2 separate regions of the Macaca mulatta genome follow, and region 1 is linked to region 2. A link is a contact called in public Hi-C data. All regions are on one chromosome and are shown on one strand. Each heading gives the region's core, a stretch centred on a gene start, on an enhancer-like site or on the middle of the called end of the contact. The rest is flanking DNA. Distances are from core to core; before and after follow the strand shown. Region 1 holds the start of UNC119B (unc-119 lipid binding chaperone B). Region 2 holds the start of POP5 (POP5 ribonuclease P/MRP subunit).

Evidence for each region. Hi-C and Micro-C count contacts between places; a contact is called where the count stands out from the background.
Region 1: a Hi-C map of fetal cortex germinal zone shows a contact between it and region 2, with 3 times the contacts expected there. The contact joins the promoter of UNC119B here to the promoter of POP5 in region 2. A contact is called at or near these places in 3 of 14 Hi-C or Micro-C datasets (cortical neurons, fetal cortex germinal zone and liver).

The regions. Positions count from the first base shown.
Region 1 is chr11:128,036,603-128,042,938 of T2T-MMU8v2.0, reverse strand. It overlaps UNC119B (unc-119 lipid binding chaperone B), which reads right to left and starts at 4,785. Exons shown (of 5, transcript NM_001266482.1): 1 at 4,516-4,785; 2 at 1,711-1,824. The coding sequence starts at 4,759.
Region 2 is chr11:127,900,914-127,907,160 of T2T-MMU8v2.0, reverse strand. It overlaps POP5 (POP5 ribonuclease P/MRP subunit), which reads left to right and starts at 1,344. Exons shown (of 5, transcript NM_001266561.2): 1 at 1,344-1,383; 2 at 1,469-1,611; 3 at 2,794-2,943; 4 at 3,115-3,198; 5 at 3,297-3,663. The coding sequence starts at 1,364. The coding sequence ends at 3,391. It overlaps RNF10 (ring finger protein 10), which reads right to left. Exons shown (of 17, transcript NM_001260820.1): 17 at 5,185-6,100. The coding sequence ends at 6,024.

The DNA of each region.
Region 1 (6,336 bases), core at 3,536-6,035, 130 kb before region 2:
TAGCTGGGACCACAGGCATGTGCCACCACACCTGGCTAATTTTTTTGTACTTTGTACAGATGGGGTTTCACCATGTTGCCCAGGCTGGTCTCAAACTCCCGGGGCTCAAGTGATCCGCCTGCCTCAGCCTGCTGAAGTGCTGGGATTACAGGTGTGATCCACCACACCCAGCCTCAATGTGGGAAATATTCCAAGTGAATCAAGATCCTTAAATGTAAAAACTAGAAAGACTGAAAACCAAGATACTTTACAGTATCTTTAGCTGACCTTCTTGAAACAGTTCTGTCTTATACTGAAATGACAACTCTGAGTCTAATCCAAAACCACATACCTGTAGTAGGCCTGGAGTCCTTGAAATGTCCCAGGTACTGTGATATGTGGCTTAGGGATAAGAACACCATAGACCCAGGAAGCTAGCTAGTCTTGATGTGACCATCCCAATAAAAAACCACCCATGAGCAACCAGGCGCAGTGGCTCAAGCCTATAATCCCAGCACTTTGGGAGACCAAAGCAGGTGAATCACAAGGTCAGGGGTTCGATACCAGCCTGACCAACATGGTGAAATCTTGTCTCTACTAAAAATACAAAAAGTAGCTAGGCGTGGTGGCAGGCACCTGTAATCTCAGCTACTTGGAAGGGTGAGGCAGGAGAATCTTTTGAACCCAGGAGGTGGAGGTTGCAGTGAGCCGAGATCATGCCACTGCACTCCAGCCTGGGTGATAGAGAAAGAATCTGTCTCAAAACAAACAACAACAACAAAAGAACCCACAAAACAACAACAACAACAACAAAAACTACCCATGAACTTGAGCATTTAGGTGCCTTGGTCAGTATTAGATTATGAGAGCATAAATACCACCAGGTAGGGGTGAAATCGGGGCCTTATCAAATTTGCAGGCTCTAAGTAGCAAATCAGATGAGAAACACTGCAAAGTAAGTTTAGAAACCACACTGATACTATGAGTATCTGTACCAGTATTCTAACAAATGACTAACTCCAGGGGGCGCTAAACCTCCAGTGAGGTGCTCCAAAGGCTTCTGTGGTCTCCTGGTCGGAATGAATAACCCCTACACTTTTTATCACAAGCACAGGAAGCAGTTATCAGAGGCTAATTTAAGGAACCCCAAGTAGTTGAGCTCCTGGGTCTGTTCTTCCAGAAAATGGTTGAGATTAAAATCTAAACCAGGTCTGGGAAATCCAAGGCACTACGTAAAGGAGAGTGAGAAGATGGCTCAAACTGCCTCATGTCTGGACCAGAATCCTCCCTATCATCCTCCAAGAGGGCTCCAAGCTCAGGTGAGTTTTCCTCATTATAGTTTAATTTCAAGGATTCCTTTCCCAACTGGAAGCAACATAAGATGAACCAGCACAGGGCCTTAGGAAAGTGTCGCTTGGGAATTCTAGGCCTCAGATCCTTCGCTGTAAAATGAAGATAACAGTAATTCCTCACAGAGGTGTGAGGATTACATACACTGATGTGCATAAAGATGTGGAACACAGTGACCAGCATAGAATAGACATCCAACAAACATCAGCCTCTGAACGCAGCTTCAAACCACCATGCCTGGCAGGCCAGGCTACGGGAAGAAGTCACAGAAGAGGGACACACTGGAGTCCAAGAAACAGGATGCAGTGGCACACCAAGATTTGAGTTTCAAAGACCTTTGGCTCAAAACTGTCTACTGGTCACTACAACATTGAGGCCTACCTGAAACGCAAGGTTTGGCAATCTCAAAAAGTACTGTCCCTGTCTCCAAATCTCGAATTTTGAAGCGGGTAAAATCAATACTGTAGATGTTGTCTTCGGGTTTACATAAATAATCTGAAAACAAGAGAGAAACCAACACTGTTAAATAATCCTCCAAAACTACCATTTATTTAATTCTCAAGTTTTGAAGCAAACTCAGATTTTTTTCTTACACAATACACTTAAAATACTCCCAAAAATTTTGTCATGTGTTATCACCAGCAGAAGTTGTATGGACAGAAATAGGGGATCTAACAAAGAAAAAAAAGAACAAGGACTTGCTTTGGATGAAAAATTACAAAACTTTTAGAAACTAGGATAGAAAAGGTGGATTTCTTTGGAAACACCTAAAAATCTTTCATTATCTATCAAGTTGGATGTCACAACAGGGCAGAGAACTTTTTATAGAATTCCAATCTAAGACATTTAAACCGACTTAGCGGATAATACAACGCTAGTTTGCCAACTGTCAGTGTAAGAAAGCCGAGATCAGCAAACTTTTCTGTAAAGAGCCAGATTTGAAATAATTTAGGCTTTGCCGCCACATGGTCTCTGTCACAACCACTCAACTCTATCATTGTAGCCACAAAAGCATCCAGACAATACGCAAATGAATGAATGTGGCTATATTCCAGTAAAACTGTATTTATGGACACTGAAATATGAATTTTACATAACCACGTGTCTCAAGATTTTAAAGTTTTCAACCATTTAAAAATGTACAAACCATTCTTAGTTTGTGGGTTACACAAAATCATACAGTAGACCATACATATTATACATATCCAGGCAAGAGGATACATCTGCCGGTGAAGGCATTAGGCCCAAACGACTATAACCTGAGCAGCAAATTCAAATAATTCTAATCACAGCAAATTTCATTGATTTCTTTCTAGGATTATTCCAGATAGCACCTTCTCCACAACTCATTTTGATACTTGATCTTTTATTGCTTGAGTTAGTTGTTTTCGTGTTTTACAAGTTGTCTCTTTAGTAAGATGGCAAACTTGACAACTACTGATTATTCTGTAACTGCTAAAAAGGCTAACATCGGCTTTGGACCCTTAGAGGGTACTCAAATATCTGCTGGATAGAATGAACAAGACGTTAAGAAGAGTAACAAAGAGGTTGCCAGGCTCTCTCTAAGAAGCTGCACAGGTGGGTTTGGACAATGAGCAACAATCCCAAGCCCCCAGATAGGATCTGAGTGCCCACTGAGAATCCTGCTTAGGGCCAGGCACAGAAAACCCTAATTCACTTGGGTGACAAGAGAGGGCATGAGGTTACCAAGACCAGGTGCTGAGCATGTGTGTACTTTCAGAGCCCCAGATGAAAACTGGTTCAGAAAAAAAGCTTTTTCACACTCACTGTTTCAATAAAACTAGCAAGAATGTCTAAATAGCAAGAATGTCTAAAGATATGCTCAGGCCTGCTAAAGACAGTCTCAACCCAAACAGTGTTGGGAAATGGGGGCATCCAAATATCTAGAATCAAATTAAAACTCTTTTAGGAGATGGGAATTCCCTTTCGCTGGGTGGACCAAGGCCCACTCCCCACAAACTTCCATTCCCAAATTACTAGAGCTGCCATCGGCAATCTGAGGTGAACCTGAACAGCCCTGGGCTGCCTGCTATAGCAGTTCAGCAGACACCATGGCAGCCTTCGATCCATCCAGGGAATGCTGCTGCTGCCACAGGGTTAGGAGACTGCAAGCCAGGAGTGATGGGCAGGCCAAGATGGGCCTAACCAGGTGAGTGCACACTCCTGCAGGGAAAACAGCAGCAAGAGAAAAGACGTCAACTCGGGGACTGGCTTGGCAGAGAACAGAAAAAGGGAGATCACCAGATCACCCAGGGCAGGGACTGGGCAACATTTTTCTTCCCACCCATCCTCCTATCAACGAAAAAGCTTAGGATGGTTGCCTTTTGTGCAGAAAACGCATTTCTGAAACCCTGAAATCATTCTTAATTCACGAGAATGTCAAAAGCAGGATTCACACGTCGGAGTTTGTACACAAACTGAAACTTTATTTTTGTTTTAATGTGGCACAGTTTTAAATGAGCAGGAAATGCCACGGCTATGTGTCTGAGGAAGAACCCACCTGCACACTAAGGGGCAACGCTCCGGACCCAAAGCGGGAGGGAGGCCCGGCAGGCTGCAATGGGGGAGGGCTGCAATGGGGGAGGGCTGCAATGGGGGAGGGCTGCAATGGGGGAGGGCTGCAATGGGGGAGGGCTGCAATGGGGGAGGGCTGCAATGGGGGAGGGCTGCAATGGGGGAGGGCTGCAATGGGGGAGGGCTGCAATGGGGCCGGCGGAGGAAGCAGGTAAGGCTTCTGGCCTGCCAGAGGGCTGGGGCGCCTGGCTGAGCGCTAACTTCACGGATGGCCGGGGGTTCCAGGCTGAGGGTCCAAGGGCCCATTTATGAGGGGACCTCGGCCCCCGGCCGGCTCAGGAGGGTTCAGTTCAGCTGAACGGGGCCCTCTACGCAAACAGGTCCGGCAGAACTAGGGAGCCGACCGGCCGAGGGGCATCCTAGCGTGGCCGGACTCACAGGAATGAGGTCAAGCCCAGGAGAGTCCTTCCCCACCAGAGCAACGTGAGCGTGGCGGGGGCAGAGCCCGGCCGGCGGGGCAGCGGGAAGTGCAGCCCGGCCGGCCGAGGGGGTCTGGGGGGACCCGCGAGCTGGTCGAGTGGCCGGGTCCGCTGAAGGCTCCGGGAGCCGGGGCACGGCGCGAGGGGAGGGCGCGGCCCGCGCGGCACTCACTCTCGGTGACTCGGCTGAGGCGCAGGACGTGCTCGGGCCGGATGGTGTCCAGCGCCAGCAGCTCCTGCTCCGTGACCGCTGCCCCGACGCCGTCGTCGGCCGCGTGGTGGGGCGCCTGCCGCCGCGCCTTCAGACGGTTCAGGACGCCGCCGCCCGCCTTCTTCTTCTCCTCCTTGCCAGCCACCAGCCCCCCGGGTCCAGCCGCCGAAGCCGCGGCCGCAGCCTTCGGGTTAGACCCGCTCATCGCTCCGCAGCCAAGATGGCCGCCGCCTCCACAGCGCGGTAACTATGGAGAGCGGGGGCGGGGCCCGGGGCCGGGGCCCGGGGCCCGGGGCCGGGCGGGGAGGGGGCGGGGCCCGGGGCTGAGCGGGGCGGGGCCGGGGGCGGGAGCGGGGGCCCGGTGGGCGGTGGAATTCCCTTTCGCACAGAATGGACCAAGGCCCACGCCTCCCAAACTTCCATCGCCAAATAACTAGAGCTGCCATCAGCAACCTGAGGTGCACGTGAGCAGCCCTGGGCTGACTCCTATAGCAACTCAGCAGACGACACCAAGGCAGCCTTTCCATTCAGGGAATGCTGCTGCTGCCGCCACAGGGTTGGGAGACTGCAGGCCAGGAGTGATGGGCCAGCCAACATAGGCCTAACAAGGTGACTGCACACTCCTGCGGGGCCCGGGGGGCGGTGCTGCGGGTACTGCCCCAACTTTGGTCCTGCCAGGTGGAGGGCCTAGGGGTGGCTGGAGCCTTAGCATCCCCACTCCCCATCAGGCCCCCAAGGTCGTCCACGATGTTTAAATATATATGTTACGGTCAAATGAATTTACGTCATATAAACTTTCCTCCTCCTCATCCTCCTCCTGGTCTGAAAGAGCACACAGAATCTTCAGTGCACCATCTCGGCATTCTCAATCCAAGAGTTCCATCACCAGTCCCAACATCACAATGGCAACCAATTCCCAGTAATCACACCAACAAGAAGAATGGCCAGTGTTTACTGCTCACTTGCTATGTGGCAGGACACTTGCTATAGGGCAGGCTCCTCCCCTCACAACAACTCTGTGCGGTGTTACTGTCTCCATTTTACAGATCAGGAAGCTCAAGTTCAGAGGAGTCAAGTAATATGTCCAAAGTCCCTCAAGCAGTAAGAGCAGGGAACAAGGATTTGAATCCAGGTCCATCTGACCCAAGGCCTGTTCTTCAACACTAAACTATTAGTGGACAATGCATCTTGAGAAAATGTTTCTAAATACATTTAGCATAGAAGGTAAGTTAAAGCACTGCTTGTTTTGCAAAGGCAGTTTCAAAACAAACTTTCCAATGAGATTGCCATCCGTAAGCCCCACTGTGCCAGGCCCTAGGCTAGACATTGGGCTAGGCTACAGGAGATGTAAGAGTGAGGGCAGGGATTGGGTCTGCCTCACCCCTGAATTCCCAGCAGTTCAGCTAATGCCTGACAAGTGGTAGGTGCTCAGTAATGACTGAATGAGAGCCTGGACAGTATCCCACTGTGGAGGAGCTCCCACTTTTGTTAGAGAAGACTGTGAAGCACACAATTCGTTATGTGACCCTTCCTCTTCACAAGGCAGGTTAGTATGAACTGGAAGACAAACTAGACTCACTGACTGCACTAAGAGATGCAGCAAAGGTGCTAGGAGAACACACAGGAGTGGTTTATACTGACCGGGCTGTAACAGCCTGAGGGCTTGGGAAGATTTCACAGAGGCAACATCCACACTGAGTTTTGAAAGTTAGCCATGACCTCACCAGTTGGCCAGAAGTGGGTCAACAGGGGGATATGGTCTACCCTTTTCCACCCCAAGGG
Region 2 (6,247 bases), core at 95-2,594:
AAAAATACAAAAACTTAGCCGGGCGAGGTGGCGGGCGCCTGTAGTCCCAGCTACTCGGGAGGCTGAGGCAGGAGAATGGCGTAAACCCGGGAGGCGGAGCTTGCAGTGAGCTGAGATCCGGCCACTGCAGTCCAGCCTGGGTGACAGAGCGAGACTCCGTCTCAAAAAAAAAAAAAAAAAAAAAAAGAATATGTATTTTATGTAATACCACATAAGACTTTTTTAAAAAAATACTTAAAAAGAAAATAAAAGAAAAAACATAATTTAACAGAGGGCATAGTTCTCAAACTGTTTTCTCTGTCTCAGGACCCCTTTACACACGTTACTGAGGATCCCCAAGAGCTTTTAGTTTTGTGGGTTATATTTACTATGGACATTAAAGTTGAGAAATGTTTAAAAAAAATACACAATTCCATTAGCTGTTAGAGCAGTGATATCATCACGTCAAGCAGCCTCTGGAAAACTTGACTGTTCACTCTGAGAGAATGAAAAAGACAAGTAACATCTTAGTATTATTATGAAAGTAATTTTGGCTTCGGGGACTCCTAAACCGAGTGAGTTTAGGAAATCTCAGGGGTCCCCAGACGACACTTTGAGAACCGCTGGCCCAGGGGGAAAATGACAGAAGAAAACACACTACACGACAACAGTTATTCTCTCTCAGTGCTGGGATTATAATTTATTTGCTTCTTTGTGCTTTTCTGTTAAAAAAAAAAAAATAAAAAGGAAAGGAAAACAGAAATGGAAAATACAATGACCACGTATTGTTTCTGCGAACAAAAAATGAGACAGCACACTCGCCTCCCTAAGATTTTTGAAAGGCCCAAACAGCAATAGCACATTTAGCTGCATGGAAGAATTAAACTGAGCTCAAACCTGAAAATAAGAGTCCGATTTCCCGTTTGTCAATCCCTGGGCTGTGAAGTGCAGGGTCTTGCCCTCAAAAACTCCACGGTTCACCTTGGGGAGAGAATGTACTCGCATACATACCTGTGCTGCAAGGTTCCCAGGGCCCCAAGGGCAGCGGTTGCATCCTACACAGTATTGTAAACTCCGGTGTGCAGCAAAACCACCCATCGCAGCTGCAAGCCGCTCCAAACCGCTCCCAGCCGCTCCAAGCCGAAGTTCAGCCCTCAAACTAGTCAGAGACCCTCCGCAGGACGCATGCGCGCTTACAAACGCAGAGTTAGGTGGGGCTTGAGGGAGACTGACACAGAGTTCGGCCTCTCAACTTTCTAGCTCCGCCCGCATGTCCTGTCTCCTTCTCTGAATGGCTGAAAGGCTGCGGAAGTAAGCTTCCCACGGGCCGCGGACGGAACCCACATCCGGTTTGCACAGCGATCCCGACGGCGCGGAGGCAGCTATGGTGCGGTTCAAGCACAGGTAAGCATTCCCTTCCAGACCCACCCAGCGCCTTGCCAGGTCCCCGCGGCGCCGCTAGCGCCCACCTTCCTCTCGCCTGCCGCAGGTACCTGCTCTGCGAATTGGTGTCTGACGACCCCCGCTGCCGCCTAAGCCTCGATGACCGAGTTCTGAGCAGCCTCGTACGGGACACTATCGCCAGGGTGCACGGGACTTTCGGCGCAGCCGCCTGCTCCATCGGCTTCGCGGGTGCGAGAGCGTTGGGGGAAGAGGGGAACCCGGGAGGATGGCGGGACGTGGAGGGGGCAGGCGCCGGAGGAAGAAAGAAGGGGCACGAGTGGCCAAGCCCGTGCATCGTTTTTTGTAAGGTATCTCTTTAAGCGCCGGGGACCGCAAGCGAGAGATCCACACGAGTCCGAAATTAGCAGAGAGCTAAAAGGAGGGGCCCGAAGGCAGTGGGTCTTTGAGCTAGAGGCCTCTTTTTGCCTGCTTGACAGGTAATTTCTGTAATTGGTTGTGATTGAATTTGATAGGATAGAGAATTAAATGAGGGAAGCTGTATCTAGTTCCTAGTAAGAGCTATTATGACCGATTACATTAACATCACATGGAAAAAAATTGTCGAAAGTATCCTTGGGAATGCCCTTAGTTGGTAAAGTACAGAACACATGATCGTCAATATATGTGAATACAGGATGAGCCGGGACAAAGAGGGGCCCGGGGCCCTTCTTCCACACCATTTATATTAGTTCCCCCTTTTACCTTGCTTGAGGATTGACTTCTGGAGAGTTAAATGCAGATAGGCTTAACTCATCCTTAAGTCAGGTGAGACTCAGCTGACTGCTACAAGAATTACAGAGCCCAACTGCAGTAAAACAGCCTATTTTTCAGGCGAGGGTTTTTCCTAAATTAAAATGGATCGCCCTCCTACCTGCTCCTATTTATTGAATTAACTAGTGAATTAGAAAGCATGTTAGATTCTAAATTCATTCACCAGTTCTGAGTGGTGTGCAACACAGTGGGTGTTTTGGCTTTTCTCTTTTACTCGCTGAAAGATCCTACGTGCCACTTGTGCTCTGTTACTCTAAAGTTTTTTTGTTTTTTTTTTTTTTTTTGAGACAGTCTTCTGTTGCCCAGGCTGCTGGAGTGCAGCAGGGAGATCACAGGTCACTGCTGCCCCCACCTCCTGGGTTCAGGCGATTCTCATGACTCAGTCTCCTGAGTGGCTGGAATTACATGCGTGCACCACCACGCCCGGCTAATTTTTGTATTTTTAGTAGAGACGGGTTTTCATCATGTTGGCCAGGCTGGCCTCGAACTCCTGACGTAAAGTGATCTGCCCGCCTCAGCCTCCCAAAGTGCTGGGATTACAGGTGTGAGCCACCACACACAGCAAAATTTTCCGAAATGATTTTTTTTTCCCTGTTGTAGTTCGATACCTCAATGCCTATACTGGAATAGTGCTACTTCGATGCAGAAAAGAGTTCTATCAGCTTGTGTGGTCAGCTCTTCCCTTCATCACATACCTGGAGAACAAAGGACACCGTTACCCATGCTTTTTCAACACGTTACATGTGGGAGGTAGGAGTGACGTGATACGGCTACTGATTTTCAATAGGTGACATGTTCAGAGTTCAGTCTAGACTGGTGGGTGGGTCTTCCTGCTGTCCCGCTAACAAGACACTTCCCCTACCTCTGAAAGTAAGGTCGAGACCTTTCACAAGCTGTTGACCGCAGTAACTCACATGCCAGGTACAATAAGAACATGTCAGAAGTTCCTAATTCAGTACAACAGGAGACAGCTGTTGATCTTGTTGCAGAACTGCACTGATGAAGGTAAGCAATACTAGCCCAGTGCCCGCTGAGCAGTGACTGACCTCGAGCTGAAGAAATCACTCCCAAAGACATCTTTCATCCCTATCTGCCTTCTCCAGGAGAGCGGGAAGCTATCCAGAAGTCTGTGACAAGAAGCTGCTTACTAGAGGAGGAGGAAGAGTCAGGTGAGGAGGCTGCAGAAGCAATGGAGTGACCCTCTGCTCACCACACAGCAGGCTACACTGCTCAGGCTTCGGGCCCACTTGTTGAACAGAACAATCTGGGTAGCAACAGCATCTTCTACAGTTTTCCAAGCTGGATAGCTGCCAACCAGCGGACATGTTACCCACTTGAAATAGAGTACTCAGTTAAACTGAAGTTGCCTTTACCTAGCATTCCCTGGTTAAGTGTTGCAGGTTGTGAACTCTATGTAGACATCTTTATTGCTTGGCTAAGAGTAGATTTAATAAATGTATTTGGTTTCCGTGGCATTTAGTATACTTATGTTACAAAAAGGGCTTATGGAGTCCATGCTTGGCTAAGTCTCTGTTCTCTATCCCTAGCCTTGGTGGGAAGAGTGACTCCCTGTGTGGTACTAAACTTTTTTATTGAGACAGTCTCACTCTGTCACCCAGGCTGGAGTGTACTGGCCCAATCTCGGCTCACTGCAACCTCCACCTCCCGGGTTCAAGCAATTCTCCCACCTCAGCCTTCCAAGTAGCTGGGATTACAGACGTGCACCACCACACCTGGCTAATTTTTGTATTTTTAGTAGAGACAGGGTTTTGCCATGTTGGCCAGGCTGCTGTTGAACTCCTGGCCTCAAGTGATTGGCCTGCCTTGGCCTCCCAAAGTGCTGGGATTAAAGGCGTGAGCCACTGTGCCTGGCCTAAATTTTCAATACTTAGCCTTCTACCTGAAGCTGTGTACCCCCGGCCCCAAGATGGGCCCTAAGCAAGACAAGTCATTTGGAATAGAAATATTAGCTGAGACACAGCAAATGAACTGGCAGAGATCTATAGTCCGTCTCAGTACTGAACCACAGGGTCTTATAGATACCAGATTCCTTGCCAACAGTTAATCAGGTAACTGCAAAAATGCAACTTTGGGCCGGGCGCGGTGGCTCATGCCTGTAATCCCAGCACTTTGGGAGGCTGAGGCAGGCGGATCACGAGGTCAGGAGATCAAGACCATCCTGCCTAACACGGTGACACCCTGTCTCCACTACAAACACAAAAAATTAGCCGGGCATGGTGGCAGGTGCCTGTAATCCCAGCTACTCAGGAGGCTGAGGCAGGAGAATGGCATGAACCCAGGAGGCGGAGCTTGCAGTGAGCTGAGATTGCGCCACTGCACTCCAGCCTGGGTGACACAGGGAGACTCCATCTCAAACAAACAATGCAACTTTTGCAGTTGGGGTTGGGGGGGCTGGCCTCACCTGACATCATTATTGCATGGTCATGTAGCAGCTGCCCACTTAAGAAACTTAAGGTAGTTTTTTGTAGTTCTACTCTTCCTCATTTAAGCGCCTTACCCTGAAGACAAGTCAGACTGCCATACTCACAGAAAGTAGGAACGGCAAGAGACTTATGATCCAGATTTGGTGTACTACCTACCGACATTTCTGGGATCTGTTTTCTCCGTAATACAATGGATGAGACTGAAAGTACCATACACATTTAACAGAAATACTGGTGATTTTGGCTTCAACATGCCCCCTCATCTTGAGACCAGAACACCCTCATCCATCCAGGAAATTTCCTGATAGGATTTCTTTTAAAATGGCAGGTTAAAGCTAAGCCCAGCTCTAGAACCATTTAAACCTGACACCAGAAAAGACAGCCCACAATATCACAGTAGCTGTCACGTTAACCTATTCAAGAAGTAACTTGTCTAGCTCACCTGTAATGAACTTAACAAAAAGCTCACATTGCTTGTGCAGGTGATTTATTGTGACTATTTGCCTTCGCATTCTAACACACCTAGAGGTCACTTTATTAAGCAGAAAAAGAATTTACATCAAATTCAGCTCAAACCAAGGCATAAGAAGACTGCTCTAGATTAGAGGGAGATGGTGGCAATGCTACCACTTCAGATGGCCCTGCTCTGCTGCAGCTGTACCACACTCCTGTTCCTATGACTCAAGCCAGTCACCTAAAACAAGCTCAATCTTAGGGGTAGCAGGTCTCAGGGCTTCATGAGTTACAGCTTTCCTTACCAATGCAAGCCATGCCCAAGAAAAGGCAAAACCCTCCTTTCACACATGCAAGTGCCAGGGACAGCCTACTCCATTAAGCTGGTACCACAGACTGGCCATGTGTCAGAAGAAAAGTAAACTGCAATACAAACTGGGTGTCCTAAATCCATTTTATTCCCACCCATTTCTTTAACAAGAAGAACTAAATAGGTAGTAAAGATTCAGCTGTTTTTTAAAAGACAGAGGTGTGCTGAGCCCAGGAAGGCCTGACATGATGCTACAGCAGAGCAGTGTGTGCACCATTCCGGGTTGGACTGCTCTAATGCATCTCGAAGGGATTCAATCTTATTTTGGGTTGAGAAAAATTAATTACACATGGGTCAAAAAGACTAAACTGGCAATGAACTAAAAACCGTGGCAGGAAGAGATCTCTTGTGTCAATACTTTATTTTGGTGTAAAGACAGGAAGCTGGAAAATACACTGTATTTAAAATTTTCTTGGTTCCCCCTCACATTGTGGAAACACCCTCCCCCCAGAGCTAATCCGTTCAAACTCAAATACTTAAAAATTACAGCAGCCAAACAAAAGCATGGGGGTAAAAAACAAAAACCAAAAACCAGATGGAGAAGGTAGCCTGGGCCAGTAGTGTCACTTGGTGTGGACGACTGAGGTGCTGAACAGGAGCTTCTGTTTCTGTTTTTTTCTTTTCTTTCCTCCTTTCTCTTCTAAAGGGAGACACAGAAAGAGAGCTTAACTTAAAATGCCATCCCTTGTCCCTTGGCCAGTTTTTATGACTGAAAGTCACAGAGTGGGAGCTAAGAGTGGAGGCTCTGGAATTAGACTGCCTAGATTCCAATACTAGTCTTGGTATA